Linked DNA regions of Zea mays: region 1 is linked to region 2. A link is a contact called in public Hi-C data. All regions are on one chromosome and are shown on one strand. Each heading gives the region's core, a stretch centred on a gene start, on an enhancer-like site or on the middle of the called end of the contact. The rest is flanking DNA. Distances are from core to core; before and after follow the strand shown. Region 1 holds the start of LOC100282454. Region 2 holds the start of LOC103626047 (serine/threonine-protein kinase Nek2).

Evidence for each region. Hi-C and Micro-C count contacts between places; a contact is called where the count stands out from the background.
Region 1: a contact with region 2 is called in a Hi-C map of tassel, with 2.3 times the contacts expected there. The contact joins the promoter of LOC100282454 here to the promoter of LOC103626047 in region 2. A contact is called at or near these places in 2 of 25 Hi-C or Micro-C datasets (ear and tassel).

The regions. Positions count from the first base shown.
Region 1 is chr5:18,664,799-18,667,498 of Zm-B73-REFERENCE-NAM-5.0, reverse strand. LOC100282454 reads right to left here and starts at 1,422. Exons shown (of 5, transcript NM_001155364.2): 1 at 993-1,422. The coding sequence starts at 1,330. LOC541789 reads right to left here. Exons shown (of 2, transcript NM_001111473.1): 2 at 1,685-1,999. The coding sequence ends at 1,835.
Region 2 is chr5:18,521,022-18,523,721 of Zm-B73-REFERENCE-NAM-5.0, reverse strand. It overlaps LOC103626047 (serine/threonine-protein kinase Nek2), which reads right to left and starts at 1,255. Exons shown (of 15, transcript XM_008646429.3): 1 at 853-1,255.

The sequences.
Region 1 (2,700 bases), core at 173-2,672, 140 kb before region 2:
AATTCAGTAGCCTAGTAGTTAAGACTTCCGAGTAGCACCTCCAAGGCCCGGGTATTATTCCACTCAGGGGCGGATTTTTTCCGGCTTGATAAAGAATCCCTTCGTTGTGTCTCATCCGCTCTCGGGTTACGTTGTCCTGTGTGCCACCCTCTGGTTGGGTCATTGCAGAGTGGACGGTTGACGTCGACAAGATGGGTGGGGGGGAGGGTTCGGGGATTTTCTCGGCCAGGACCAATGTTTCAGTCTCTTCTCCGGGAGGGCGGTCATTCCCCCTCCTGCCGAGTTTTGTTTCAGAAATCGAAACTCGTTTGTCTATCATCATAGTACAACAATGGTTTCAAAGGTGATTAGGTGTCCAGGCGAGAGCACAGTGGCAGACATTGTTCACCAAGGCAAGCTGGGTAAGCCTGGACGCCTAGCGACACCTTTGAAACAGAGATAGGTTACTGAAAAAAATTGCAGGTAGCAACAGACTAAGGGAATGTGCTGATCAATATTCATTGCTCCAAAATAAAGTCCCTATTTAACTAAGGGTGTAACTCAATCGTAGTAAAGCCTTTTTACACAACTTCATTGGTATTTTCTTACCGCACTGTATAAGCAACAAAAACAATTTGGCACAGCTACACTGTCTGGTCTCAACGATCATCTTTCTTGTTGCTACAGTCCACCAATTGCACAAAATTCTCTAGCCAACATATTACCGAATGCCTTTGCCGACCTCTCAAAATCCACGCATGCCCCCACACTCACAAAGCTACCAGCCCTACCACGACTCCACGAGTGACCGACAAGCGACAGAAAGTCGAACCCACTGCCGGCCTCGGTAATAGGAACAGAAATAGGCGGCGCTAGAAATGGATGGCACACTTTGCCTAACTTTTCTGCCTAAGGTTAGTTATTCAATTTGAACGACTAACCTTAGGCAAAGTGTGGCAGGTTTAGCCACGAACCAAACAGCCATAGTATTGCGTAAGACCAATCAGGAATACCATGTAGTCTCGGTGGCTGACTTCCATACGGCGAGGCGACCCCTCGCAACGGCGGAGCCGCTGGGCAGCTGCCGCAGCTCTACGTCGGTGCCTACAGTCCCAATGAGCCGCACCGAGTTGCAGAGCTCCTTGCTCCAGGGTATGTCCGCTGGACGCGCCGTCGTTGTCGACGTGGGCTGCGCCGCCGCCTCACTGTACTGAGCGGAGCACCGGAGGCGGCGCCATCGTGGCACTGGTAGCGGAAGGTGGAGGAGGGAAGAGGAGAGGCGGCAGCGGCTGTGGTCCCCGGGGCTAGGGTTTAGGGTTTTGAGTGGAGAGGCAACGGCGAGGATAGCCATGGCGATATCGGGGCGTGGCCGTGCGTGTGCTCCAGCAGCTCCCCTACTAATGGGTCACGAGCTGCTGTTGTGGCTGTCAGCCGGTCTCAAACAGCTCCCTAATTTATTCTCTGCTTCTTTTTTATTTTAAAATTCTCTTTATAAATAATAGTATCTACGTTCTTAAATATTTGTCGCTCATTAAATTTTTTTACACTAAAATATGACAAATAAAAAAATAAAGAAAATATTTTCTCTTTATTTTACACGATCTAGAAACCCCATGTAGCATAGACGTGCTCTTCTAACCGCTTCAGCTCACACCTTTAAGCTCAATAAACAAGTGCTACAAATAATGAGAATTGCAATAATGAATAATGCCCAAGACAACCGATTCATAATCAATCACGGAAGGTTGTTATTCCCGGTACAGACTACAAACATATCGCTACAATGGCCTGAAACCGCGACGTGGTTAAAAAGGACATGAACTTGATGCTAACTCCAGAAGACCAGAATACAATTTTACACCAACAACCCCCTTCTCCGCGACGTGCTCTCCTTGCTACTTGATGCCTCAAGCCCCTTCTCCGCGCCACCTACCCCCGTTGCCGTGGGGGTTGCAGGTGGGGGCTGATCGCCACCTTCCCCAGGCTCTTTCTTCAGTTCACTTTCGAACTCCTTAGCCGCCTGAGAGAGAAGTTAGATGGATCAATGAACAGTTTTACTAAATGGAAAAAGGATACAATACTGCTCAGAAAACTTGATCAGTAGCTTGTCTTCAGAAAACAGAGCTCAAAGTGTGCAACCCAGCCAGCTTTCAGTTAGTATAATGGTGAATGCTAAGGTGGATCAGCCCCATCAAATTCTTGGACAAGTGATGCCAAAAGGAAGTGATGAAATTATCAAACTCTAGTCTCTGGACACTTAACCTCCGCACGCCCTGCCTCCTTAAACAAGTTGAACTCAAATGAAAACACTTTTCAACTTTTACGAGCCTTTTGTGCTACTTAAACTAATTTCTTCTCTGCAGCTTTATCTCCTACCAAGTAGATTGGGTAAACCATAAGCCCCAGCATGGCGCAAGTCGGCAATGACCAAAACATAGATCATAAACCACAAATGACCTCAATTTTTAGACCGAAGACACATTTGTTCCTGATTTCAAAGGCAAGGAAAAATTAGCATGGTGGGCTACCAGTTTATAGATGTAGAGTCAACTCAATCTCAATAGGTAGCACTCTACCACCTGAGGTGAGGCCGTGTTCGGTTATTTCAATTCTATGTGGATTAGAGTGTATTGGAATGGATTGATATGTATTTTGACTTGTTATGTATTTAAATCGGCTCAATACCATCCAATCCACATGGTTTAACGGTGAAACGAATAA
Region 2 (2,700 bases), core at 6-2,505:
GAAAAGAAAATGCAGTGAGTCAGTACGATTTTAGCTTAGCAATGTTGTGATTTGGAGTAAACAAAATGAATGAAAAGTAAGAAACAGGAAAACAATTAACTTGAGGGCTCCAAGATTAATAATCGTTTGCCTGTAGGCTCGGTAATTCTGACTTAAAAAACTGCATTTAAGCATTGCACGGCTTCATTATTGCAGGGGTAGTACCCTACCATGTTATTTACACATAGTATGTACTGTAGTAATTTTTTTTAGAAAGCACAGCTTTAATGGTCCTAATGGCGACAAATTCTCAGTGCGGATACAGTGGTGTCGAAATTAGAGATAGACAAAAATATAGGATGAGCCGCCACGTGATGCCAATGAACTGTGTGACAAAACTAGCCGACGATGTTAGGTTTTTCGTTTTTTTTTGAAGCTAGGAAGAATAACGCAAAGCTTTGAAACCCAAACGACAAACTGAAGAACTCATGGAAATGCCGGATACTAGTAGATCCTGAAAAGACAGAGTTTCCCCAGGCAACTGGAAGCCAGGAAAAAAACACTAGTATCTTCTTTTCCAACAAAGAACTCAAATGTGAAATATCAACCTTTTGTTTGCCCTTTTTGTGGAGCACCCTAGGAACCTTTGTTCATACTCTTCTGTTTTAATAGTAATGTGCACTATCTTATGCAGTTCGTTCAATTTTTTTTTTGAAATATCAACCCCAAAAGGTCCAGTAGACTGAGAAATGTTGGACAGGACGAGCAATAACGTAAACCCAATGCGAGCCTCCAAAGAACACACCAAAATCAATACAGGAAATCTTGCAAGCAAGAGAGAACTGAAACCCAAAAATGACAGGCAAAACTCACCTAAAAAACCCCCAACTGGCAGTTGCCGGCTCCAAGAAGTGACCAGAGTAGCTCAAGTAGCTCAAGAAGGGAAGGGGAGGACGAAAAACCGTAGTGGTATTCACGCTTACTCACACAGATCTCGCCACATTTGATCAGAGAGAGAGAGAGAGAGAGAGAAAGCTTGCGGGGGGAGGGACTGAGTTCAAACTTCAAACCCGCTGGTTGCCCTGGAACCTCAACATTTTATATATTGATATAAAAAGGAGGAAAAAGGTGAAGGCAAGATGGAGGAGTATTCATTCAGAGAGAGAGAGCGCCATGGAAGCTGTAGACAGAAAAAGCGACAGGGAAGGAGAAGAGGATGCGGGCGGGCCGTGCCGAGATCAAATCGATGCTTTTGATTTTGGATTCTGGCGATGGGTTTGTGCTTGTCGCTTTGTGCTGCTACTGCTCCTGGAGTCCTGGTGGATGTATTCATGTTTAGGCGTACATCGTATACAGTACGGTATACGGAGGTTTAAAATCAGGAAGACACGTTGTGCCTTAACAGAAATTTTGTTTTAATAACACTGCGCATCTACATGGTTTTATAATGTTATTAGTGGCTGAATTATGTTACTTTTAGTTGTCTTTACCGTTCATTGAATAAAGTTTCATCAATTAAATAATACTCAACTAGTGTTTTTCTTGTTAGGAATCAGCCCAGAATGGAGAGTGAAATTCTGATTTGCTTTTTTGTGTGTGCGCGCGCGCGTGTTTCACAGAGGCGAAAGTGGCCTATTCATAGGGAAGAGGGCTGTGTAAAGATTTAGAATGTGAACTCTTGGACAGTTGGACTTTCTTCTTATTATGAATATAATTTGGTCACAATTCAATGTGTATGTAGTGTTTTTCTTGATTTTGATTCCACAACACTTCTTCTTGACTAAATTCATTTTATGTGTAAGAAAATTCAGTAAAAAACTCATCAAAAGAAAAGGAGTACAACATTTGCTTTCCAGATCAGGTCATTAAGATCAACTTGTAATCTTCAGGATCACGATCATAAGCTGACTTTGGGGTTTGCCTCTTCTTGAATCTTACGACTCTCTAAGTCATCTCTTGTCAATTTTATGGACAAATCTAAGTTAGAGACCGACAAAGATTTTATGAATACATCCGCTAGATTTTCACATGACTTAGCTTATAGGATATTTATCTCCACGCTCTTCTGGAGCTCATGGCGTACAAAATTGGGAGTGATGTGCTTTGCGATATTGCTTTTAATTAACATAGCTCATATACTTTTGTGTAACGCAAGACACATTATCTTCATAAATAATAGTAGGGGTATTGATGGCATTCATGTCACATGACTTATAGATGTGGTTAATCATCCGACGTAGCAGAACACATTCTTGTGTGGCTTCGTGCATAGAAATTATTTGAGTGGTTGGTTAACGTGGCAACCAAGGTCTGCTTCATATATTGATAGGAGATGGTTGCACCGCCACAAAGAAACACAAAACTACTCTATGGTCTAGTATTGTGGGAGGTTAGACATATAGCCAACATCAACATAACCCACCAAAGTTAAGCCCCTCGTTTTGGAAAATACAACCCAAGATCCACAGTGCCCTTTAAATGTTTGAGGATGGTTTTCACACCAACCCAATGCCCCTTGGTGGGGGCGACACTATACTAGGCCAACAAGTTTACAATAAATGCAGTATCTAGATATGTGCAATTTGTGAGGCACATTAATGCTCCAATGGGGTTGAGGTATAAAACTTCATGTCCAAAGTTTCATCATCCTCTTCCTTGGGTAGGAACACAGTCTTATTCGCATCCAATTAAACAATCATGGGGTTTTTTTAGAAGGTGGCG